2 separate regions of the Xenopus laevis genome follow, and region 1 is linked to region 2. A link is a contact called in public Hi-C data. All regions are on one chromosome and are shown on one strand. Each heading gives the region's core, a stretch centred on a gene start, on an enhancer-like site or on the middle of the called end of the contact. The rest is flanking DNA. Distances are from core to core; before and after follow the strand shown.

The links. Hi-C and Micro-C count contacts between places; a contact is called where the count stands out from the background.
Region 1: a Hi-C map of the XTC cell line shows a contact between it and region 2, with 2.3 times the contacts expected there. The contact joins two enhancer-like sites. A contact is called at or near these places in 2 of 4 Hi-C or Micro-C datasets (the XTC cell line and animal cap).

The regions. Positions count from the first base shown.
Region 1 is chr5S:43,600,026-43,605,300 of Xenopus_laevis_v10.1, reverse strand. It overlaps arid1b.S (AT-rich interactive domain-containing protein 1B), which reads right to left. Exons shown (of 22, transcript XM_041564452.1): 11 at 1,998-2,107; 12 at 1,160-1,318. Among protein-coding and RNA genes, the nearest start is that of tmem242.S, 80 kb to the left of the region's middle. Within about 2 kb of position 1,255, at least 1 of the 7 cell types and tissues checked has an H3K27ac peak or open chromatin away from gene starts, as enhancers often do.
Region 2 is chr5S:43,516,214-43,521,631 of Xenopus_laevis_v10.1, reverse strand. The region is part of intron 4 of arid1b.S (AT-rich interactive domain-containing protein 1B); the gene reads right to left. Among protein-coding and RNA genes, the nearest start is that of arid1b.S, 120 kb to the right of the region's middle. Within about 2 kb of position 2,216, at least 2 of the 7 cell types and tissues checked have an H3K27ac peak or open chromatin away from gene starts, as enhancers often do.

The DNA of each region.
Region 1 (5,275 bases), core at 6-2,505, 85 kb before region 2:
GCAGTTTACACCTGTGAAAGAGAAAAGGCCAAGAACCTAGCAGCAAGGAGGAAAACAGCTCTGAAAGGAGTGCCTGCTTGTCTGTCCTGTATCTGCAGTGACGAAAAAGTAAGTAAATTGGGTTGCTGCTTAATGCCAGAGGAGTTGAAATATTTAGGAGCAGATTTATCAAAGGTCAATTTCAAATTTATGTGAATTCGAATGTACTCAAAACTTGAATGTCTATAATTCAAACTAATGTTACTGACCCCGAAAACTCGAATCTAATTCAAATGAAACGCGATTCAAGTTTTAGGTCGCCAATATTCTAACCGTTTACATGGTCGATGTGTGATAAATCTCACATTCAAATTTACATTTGAGTTGGTGCTTTTAAATTTGGATTTGAAATTTTTGAAAATTCAAATTCCAATTTACCATTCGAACCTTAATAAATCTGCCCCTAAATGTTGGCAATCACTGTGTTAAAAGCACTCCAAAAATATATGCCTTTCATAACCTGTTTTGGATGAGATGAAGTAAAGGGGCATATACGTTTATAGACATACTGACACCAGAAAATAACCTTTTTAATATCTATTATAACATTATCTTTGAATGCTATTTATAATTTTGCCATAAAACTATTTGCCTGATGCTTTTACATTACCTTTCTTACCCCCATGTTCCTCTATGAGGGGGCGGCCATATTTGTGCAGCAGTAGTCAGTTTGCATTAGAAACTCTAACTGGGGCAGTCAGGTTAAACCTATATGTAACTTTTAATGTAGAATAATACTTTGAAAAGAACATTTTTAGTGTCAGTATCACTTTGAGGAAGGATTTATAACTGGACTGTTTGAAATCTACCAAAAGTTGTTATCTGGTCAACATAAATAATTTTAAAGATTGATAGTAGTGTCTTGACATCAGGTTTTCTATTGGGCTCATTGTGACCTAGATATCAGTTTATGTAGATCAATAAAACATATGCAACATAGTAATCTGCAGGTCTAATCTAAACTACAGGTCAGAGTGCAACAAGTAATGTAAATTGAAATTAAAGAAAAACAACATAAAACAATAACAGAACAGATAACTACTGTAAAGCCGACAACATGCAAACAATAATTAAAATCTATTTGAAGTAAATATTGAATAAACATAACATGGCCACTTACAGGGCTTGATGGAGTCTTTGACCAGCCTGGGCTGCTAATGCTATCACTTTCATCTCCATGAAAGGAGGAGATGCTAGCAGAGCTTGGGGACAATGGGGAAGGGACTGTCAGGAGACCTGGGGTTGGGGGCTGAGAATTACCCTGTGAACTGTAGCTATCCTGCAGTAGAAGAATACAAAACAAAATGTGACAAGAATAGGGCAAATTTTACTGAAATGTAATATAATCAAGTGGCAGTGCAGTATAGTTGCATGTATGGAGAAACAGGAAAAAAGACAAGCATATAAAATGCATCAAATCAAAATTGTTAATTTAATTGTTAGATATTAGTGCATTTTGGCAAGACTGCCATTTGCTTGGTAAAAGGTAATAAGCCACCATGTTTATTTTAAGCAAACATGAAATGCTTAAGCATGGACTGCACCCTAATGAAACAAAAACAAGTAAAGCCACTCGCCTTATGCCTCATATAAGACGCAAAGCAAAATACTAAGTATGCCTTTGATGGAGGTGCTGTATAGACGGCCAACAACAGAAGCTTGAACTGAAGGCAAGAAGGGGAAAATGGCTGCAGATTGAAAACCAGGCACAAAGGTCTTTTCCCAACCCCAAACTGGATATCCCCAAGCTCAAATATTTATACTGTATTATCTAAAGTTAAATGCATTTAAGCTAGTAAAGTTTAGGTTTATAAAGTATAAACATGTATAGACCCGCAACACAAATGAATGAAAAATGCATGCAGGAAACAAACAAAAGAAGGCTGGCTAGAATCAAACAATGGAAGACAATATGGCTGACACTGCTTGGCCATAACACCACATGCAGTTAGAAATACCTTTGACTTAGCTTCAGGTGGAGCAGGAGAATGTTCTTTACCATCTAGTTTGAGGGATGATACCATCTTTGATTCTCCGGTATTTATCATTTCTACAAGACCAAGATGACCTAATAAAAATAATTAAAAAATAATGATGATAATGTTTCAGTGGTCAAATTCGGAAGGACATGGACATACACTCTTCAATTTTGTGTGATTCAATTGAGAGCCTTTAGGTGCATAAAAATAACCCTGTACTTGCAGCCTTGTCATCTTTCACAAAGGATTAGGGGGTTTGGCCGAATAACAAAATAGTAAATTTGGTGCCTCGCAAATTATAATTGCATAAAAAATATATAGACTATCCAATATGAACAGATAATTGTTATACCTACAGAGCAGAAGCTTTTGAGCTTTTTACAGATCATGGGGAAAAAAACGCATCCAAGGAAGCCAAATAGGAAAATAATTGAACATTACTACACAGATTGCCTCCTATAAAGTAATACAGAACATATCCATTTATTTCTTTGTTTTTAAAAATAATTAGTTTTAATTACAGCAATGAGAGCATGTGCAGGACTCATGTGAATAAGCTGGCAAGCAGCACGGTGCTAATTTGTTAATATCGGTAGCATCGCTGCAGGTTCAGAAGAGGCTCTGCCTGCCAAATTACAAGCTATACACAATTGTGCCATGTACATTTACAATTATTTGCTGTTCAATGGGTAGGAAAACAATTCTTTATCTTATTTACATCTACTAAGCCATTCTTATGTACATTCTAATGTCTGGTGACTACAATGATATACATGATAATACACTCATATACAATTAAGATTACAATTAAACCGTTTAACCTGTTACTAATATTAATAGGAATAATAACAGATTTATGGTAAGTATATTATCATTTTAAAGGAGACATAAAGAATAAATGAAAAAACCCTTATTTTGTAGGCAATTATAAGTAATATATGGTGTTGCTTTTACATGGTGCTAAAAATGTATATTATCTTCAAAAATAGCCCCTTTATTGGAGCTCCCTATAGATGTTCACTGGTACCTGTTCCTGTTTCAAATGAGGGGTGGGCATGTCCTAATGGTTCCTGCCAGAAGCACAGTTGGAGGGGGACAGCCAATCACAGCCCTGCAGTCACGCAAGCAAAGACAGGCTTCAGTTCCCTATCAGGTCTGCGTAGCTGCTGATTGGTTCCTGTCCTGCAGTGCAGTGAGCTGAAAGTCGCAGGGTTACCATGCTGGTCCCTAACACAGTTTTAGTAGCTATGTTTTTCCTTTGTTCTGAGCTGGGGTAGTACGTGTATGGGACCTGCTATTAATAATGCTCAGAATCTGTGGTTTTCTGGATAAGGGATCTTTCTGTAATTTAGCTCACCATACCTTTAATCTAGTAAGAAATCATTTAAACAAAAATTAAACCCAACAGGATTGCTTTGCATTCAGTTATGATTAATTATAGCTTATCTTAGAGGAAAAGGGAAATTATCATAGAGGAAAAGGGAAATCATATTTAAAAATCTAAATCATTTGATTAAAATGGACACTATGGGAGATGGCCTTGCCATAATTCAAATCTTTCTGAATAACGGATCCAATACCTGTATGAGTTTCCAATCGGTTGAAGATATTTTAGCCAACCACAGCCTTACATAATAATTGTAATTCAAGTCTGTATAATAAATGGCTGATAAAAACAGCAAGGTATGAAACAATTGTACAGGTAAGGGATCCTTTAGCCGGAAACCCATTATCCAGAAAGCTCCGAATTACGGAATCCCCCATAGATTCCATTTTATACAAATCTTTAAAAATTATTTCCCTTTTCTATGTAATAATAAATCATTAGCTTGTACTTGATCCCAACTAAGATAAAAATGAATCCTTATTGGAGGCCTATTGTGTTTATTTAATGTTTATATATTTTTCTAGTAGACTTAAGGTATGAAGATACAAGGTATGAAGATTCAAATTGCTGAAAGATCCGTTGTTCGGAAAACCCCGGGTCCCCGGCATTCTGTACTATAAGGCATACGGTACACCCTAGTCAGATACAGGTGGAAAGCATCCAATGAAAGCACTTACAAGACTTAAAAGCTTACTGAATTTTATTTGTTTTTTGGTCTTTTTTTTACACTTTATATGGCTTCAGAAAATTCCATAGTAACTGGACAAGCCAACCTAAAGATTTTAAGCTTACACTATTAGCTTGGAAAAGATCTCAACCAGTCAAAGTCAAAATAACAAACACTACATTTTTTTACATGTAACAGTGTTTATGCCATTTAGATAAAAATTTGCATACTGAGGGAAAAATAAAATCTTCTTTTTTGGCGCTAACTAAATGCCATCCCCTTTACCACTAGGTATTCAGGCATAATACATAATTCAAATCCTGCTGCAAATGATTAATAAAACATTGTATAAGAACAGTGACAAGTCTATTCCATAAGAGACTGGATATATGAAGAAGAATAACACCAGTACATTGTAATAGATAAAACAAAGGAAGGGGCTTTTGCATGTTATTCATAACCCAGATTTTGCAGTAATTCTTGCATGTGTACATGGTTAGATGTATGTGGGTGCAGGGGAACAGGTGCCCCACGTATTTTTCCATTGAACAAAAATCACAAAGCTATCAGAAAAGCTGACACAAAAAGAAAGGAAAACAATTAACAAAATCAGTCTTTAATTAAAGTAGATCACTAGCTGAAGGCAGAAGTAGGAGATCAAAGGACATTTAAACGCTGTTTTTGCATTGCTGCCAACAGGCACTTGGAAAATATGAAATATTCCAGTAGTTTCAAAGTTTTTGCTTTTAAATTAGTAATTTTAATTTTTAGCAGGTTTTAGAGCTAAACAAAGACCTTAGTATAGCGAATGAGCATCACACAGGCCCAAGGGTGCAGGATGATCAGCAGGCAGGTATTAGTGCAACATATGTGGTTGGGTAAAGGCTGTAAACCGAAGGATTGGCTTGGACTAATTTTCTATTCTGGCCTGTCAACTTTGGTGAGATTGCACCACTGGCCGATCAGCAAAATATTTCTCCAAGGTTGATAAGATTATTTTTAAGAAAATTATCCAAGCACACAAACAAGCAGATTGGATTTTGGAATAGTTTAAGATAATATAAGAGTTAGGCAGTTGATAAAATATGAACTTTATATGGGACAGAATTCATAAGGCAAATTAAACTGCATTTGCTGAAGCTCTTCCCTGTTCTTCACTTTCTTGTAAAGAAAACCTTGTAGTACTGCATGCATAAATATATT
Region 2 (5,418 bases), core at 967-3,466:
AAAATTTGCATTGTAGTGAATTTGTGGAGTAACGACCGTTTGCCAGAGCAAAAAGTTGCCTGGCGATTGGGTGCAAACGAATCCTAGCGACGGTCTCATTTGCTAGCGAATTGTCCTCTACGCCTGTTAGCGAGATTTGGAGATGTCCCTGAGGATGGGATTTCTGTTAAATTGTCACTAGCGTCGGCTACTTCACCCTTTAGTGAATCTGCATCTATGTGTATAAAAGCACATATAGAAGTGACATTAAGTTGAGAAGAAGTCCAACTGTTACCACTCCATGTTGTCAGGATCAGCCTGGGACTCAAACCCTTGATTTTGAGGTTCTGGACAGTGGACACTGGCTGCATTTGCCTCATCAGCCACTGGGGGCTCTTGGGGCTGATCTGCCTGTTCACAGTATGTTTTCCACCCACCTCATTTACCCTCATGTGTCTCCCATTCCTTATCACCTTCCCTTTATAAACCCCGCCTTTGAGCTTTGCTCAGGGCTGAGTCATTGAATGTAATTTGTTTGTTCCTGACCTGTTACCTGAATCTTGTTCCTGAATCTTGTTTCTGAATCTTGCACCTGAATCTTGCTCCTGAATCTTGCTCCTGAATCCTGTTACCTGAATCCTGTTACCTGAATCCTGTTACCTGAATCCTGTTACCTGGAAACCTTGTCTTTGTATACCTTGTACTTGTTCCTGAGTGAGTACCTTTTGTTCATGTGTTCCCCATTTTTTCCTCACCTTGTGGCTACCCTGATTAGCCTTTTTGCCTGTTCCTGCCTTTTTGTTTTCGGTGTTCTGGCTGACATTAAATCTACTATTTACTTTCATTATGTCTTTGCCTCCAATCACCTATGGCTACACCCCTGGGCTTCCACCTTATCCACTCACCATGGAGTGGCTATCCTCGGTTACAGTGGTTCCCTGTTGTAACACATGTACTTCACATACTGTGTTTCTTATTAAACAGCATTATCAAGGGTAACAGGGGCAGTTTGCGCTATTACTGTTTTCCGTTGGAGCCAAGTGGCAGTCAAAATGCTTTTGTGCCACAAGCCTTATAAACAACTGAGAGTGATAAACACACCACCATGTCATTGTTTATTGTAAGGGTGCCTATATATTTTTAATTTATATAATGAATGCTATTCATGCTGTTATTTCAAAAGAGCGACTTTTTACTTTTTAAAAGTTAAAGATTATAAAATAACCACACTATTGTGATACTGTCAGACTTTAAAATCCAACTATAAACAGAAATAAATTGGATCCATTACAACAACACAATTTCCAGCCCCTGTTACATTATATACTCCTAGCTTACACTTGTCCCAGGAATAAACACACAGGTTTATACTTCCTTTTGCCTAGTGCATAGAGCTCTGCAGTGCCTGTACAGTAGGAACAAAACCATGCTTGGAATACACTGCCACCTAATGTTCTATCACAATGGCACATGCAGAAAGGGAAAACATGGAAAGCTTAACTCTTTTGCTAACCTAATTCATCTATGTGCTTCTGGTATACCGTACTACAACAACAAATACTTTTTTTTTTTCAAGTTTAGACATGAGTTCATTATAAAGGTAAAATTTACCTAAAAAATAAAATACATTTTGCATTATAAAAGAAAATGTAATTCTAAGCAAATTTGGAATATACATTGAAAAAAGTAATTGGTTACAAAAGTGTTTGAAAATGTTATTGAAAGAATTATCTGTCTACCTATATTCACAAATCTGTCAACCAAACCACTCAAGTCATTGTGGGAGCTGGAGTCTTGGGCTAGAGGAGGGCTGGCTTATGCTATAATTATTATTTTATCTGTCATCATGCAAAACCATATTTTATTGCCATTATTTGGTGGAGTTGCCCTTTAATGAAGAGCCTGTTTCTGCCCGAGATGGGATACTTGCAAGTTTGGAAAACAAACGCAACAACCCAGCAGATTAGAACTGTGTTACTTACTGTCTTGATTTCCTTATGGTAGTTTTTCATTTTAAAAAAAACTAGACATAAAATACCAAAACAATGTGTCAGATGCACGAGGGAGCTACATGAAAAGCAAAATACAAAAGTCCTGTGCAGTTAGGTATGAAACAAATGGGACAAGGTGTGTGCTGTGGAAGTGGCATCATGCTCCCACAGCTACTCTGGAGCCTAGAAACCAACCAGTAACAGGCAGCCTCCTTCCCACCATCCCCCACACAGCCAGAGCTGCCAGACCTAGTTTTGTCTGCTTCAGCAGTACATGTTCCTGCCTTCTTAGCTTCCTCTCTCCCTGCTGCACCTCCTTAACAACACCCCCCTCCTTCTACTTCTCTCTCATCCTCTTTCAGATTTCCACCCCTTTCCCTTCGCTCTCATCTCCTCATTTTTAATTATATAAAGCAAGTTACAACTCATGCAGTTATGGGCATGGAGAAGAGAGGGAGTAACATCTAAAAAGAAACACAAATCCCATAATATAATTTTCTTGTGCACAGCATCTGTGAGCAACCAATGAAGAAAAACGAAGCTGCACAACACTATAACCTAAAATGCTGGTGGCACAGTAATAAAGGCAAGACGGTGTGAAATGACTATGATATTCAGTGACATTCAAACATTTACATGATGTGGCAAGAAGACACACATGTATAGAAAGTTATTGTCTGTGTTGGTTTAAGGTAGTGTCAAAACTGATGCAGTTTTCCACAGCACACAATATGGGAGATGGGGGGAATCATGCAGGAGAGCTACTGTATATGGTGAAGAGCATGGTGGAACTGAGCTCCAGGCTGCCATTTGCATTGACCTCTTCATCTGAGCAGAGGGTTTATGCCCTCAGCACTGTCTCATTCTGAGCATTTTTATGAATTTTACAAAGGCACATCTGTGCATGTTGGAGGGCCGGCTTGACGTGTTTTCTGCTCAGGCAGCAGCTGCGGTTTCTGAGGAAACTGGGCTGATTTTTTCCCCCCTCCACCCCCAACTCTCAGTCAGGCTGAGAGATTTTTTGTTCCCCTGACAGTTGACTTGCGGGGGAAGGAAAAAAATAAAAGTGACATGAGGCTGGGGGGAGGAATAAAGAATAAAAAATGAAGGAAAAAAAGGTGAAAGAACACTCCGCAAAGCACTTAAATCATTTTGAAGAAAATCTTTCTTGTTACTTTCTATGATTATAAAAGGGACTAGACTCCTCTGCACGCCTCCATTTCTTTCCTAGGGATGAAAGCAGCAACCCAAAAACATACAGAGATATAAATATTCATCTTAGCCCACCATTTTGTGCTTGCCATAAAAACAGTGGGGTATAACAATGAATAGCGGCAATTGTGTTTAGAGAATAAAGATTATCAGTAAATGGCTTGTCAGAGTCTATTACTGTTATTATGATTGTGTTATTACCAATGATATCTGTATGCAGGGGGTTGTTTTCACCCAGAGTCTCTGTCTTTCACATGGCTTTTTTTCCCATTGCAGCCTCCTCTCCTAAACAGTCCTTGGCAACCAATAAAAATAGATAAGTTGTCACGCTGGTGAATGATTAACTCTGAAGCTGACATGCAGGCCAGCATGGAAAGAAGAGAAAGGGGGAGGAGAGAGAAACATTTACAGGCACACAGAGAGCGAACACAGGAAAATGGGGCCCTTCTAGGGATGCTCCAGCTGTACGAAATTCAACAATGTTAAACCTTTGCTGTATCGGGTCTAAAAAAACAAGATATGTCAATCTTGGCAAAAAAAATAAGATGAATAAAATTTCCCTGAGCATATGCTGAAATAAGAAATCATCGACAGCTCCAAATTACGGAAGGGCCATCTCGTAGACTCCATTTTATCCAAATAATCCAGATGTTTAAAAATGATTTCCTTTTTCTCTGTAATAATAAAACAGTACCTTGCACTTGATCCAAACTAAGATATAATATAATCCTTATTGGAAGCAGAACCAGCCTATTGGGTTTATTTAATGTTTAGATTTAAATACGAAGGTATGAAGATCCAAATTACAGAAAAATTAGTTATCTAGAAAACCCCAGGACCCAAGCATTCTTGATAATAGTTTATCATGAAGACTCAAGGAACATGAAAAATGTAAATTATATTTTAAGTAATTATGAATTCATTAACATTGTGATGGGTGGTAGCATACTTTTTAACTCAAATCCACCTAAAAACATATTTGGATACAACTAAATAATAAATACTTGTATTTGAAAAGACTGACAAACAAAATGACAGGTGATACCTTAAGGGACCCACTGAACTTTTTGCGCCATATTGAGCTCAGAACAGGGGAATACAAGGAAGGGGCAGGTTTATGGTATCTTACAGTACAGGCAATAAGCAAACCTTTTTTTGGGGGGTGGCTAGGTTTATGCAAGGTTTGTCCTATTACTATCTGGTCACAGTTCTTTACTACAACACCTCATTTAGCTTCTTGTCATGTGGTACTGAGGCACTGCAGAAGTGCAATGAAAAGCGGTAAGAAAGGTTTGAATTTTTGCCATATTTTGATTTGCTTTTGCACTAAAACTATTGCATTCGAATAATGGTTTCAAAAACTCAAATGTTAATTTAGCTTTTTATTCAGATGCAACCACGCATTGATTTGAAGAAGAAACTGGAATATGAATTGCAGAGGGCCTGAATAGAAAGATGAGTAATAAAAAGTAGCAATAACAATACAGTTGTAGCCTTACAGGCTATTTGTCTTTTGGATGGGGTCAGTGACCCCCATTTGAAAGCTGGAAAGATTCATAAAAATAACTCAAAAACTATTAAAAAGAAAACCTATAATTAATAAGTTGCTTAGAATGTTCCATTCTATAACATACGTAAAGTAACCTGAAGGTGAAACACACCTTTAAGAGTAAAAAAATAAAAAAAACCCTCAAATGTAAAAGCTAAAGAGTTCATGTAGAAGTCAACAGAAACTGCCAGTTTGAGTTTTATAACTTTTCTTATATTTTTGAGAACTTGTAGTCCCATTGAAAATGGAGTAGAATATGAATTTGATGCCTTTTCAGTTTCTCACGGATTTACTCTATGAATTCTTTTAATTAATAAGCAAACATTCGAGCTTGACCAAGTTTATTCAAATTGAAAAAAAACCCACCTAAAATTCACAAATTCGAATTTCAATAAATACTCCCTCCCGAAAATTGCATAGCCGACAACATTAAGATATAGGTTTAAAAACACCACTAAACCTTAACATTCTTAAAATATTTATAAGGATATTCAATGAAACGTTGATTTTAAGTACCCTGATTTTAAGTTTTCCCGCATTTTACATTTTTTAATTTGTGATCCCACTAACTCAAAATGCATTTCACTTGGTGCATTTCCCTGATTTTAATTAAAGGGATACTGTCATGGGAAAAAAGTTTTTTTCAAAATGAATCAAGTTAATAGTGCTGCTCCAGCAGAATTCTGC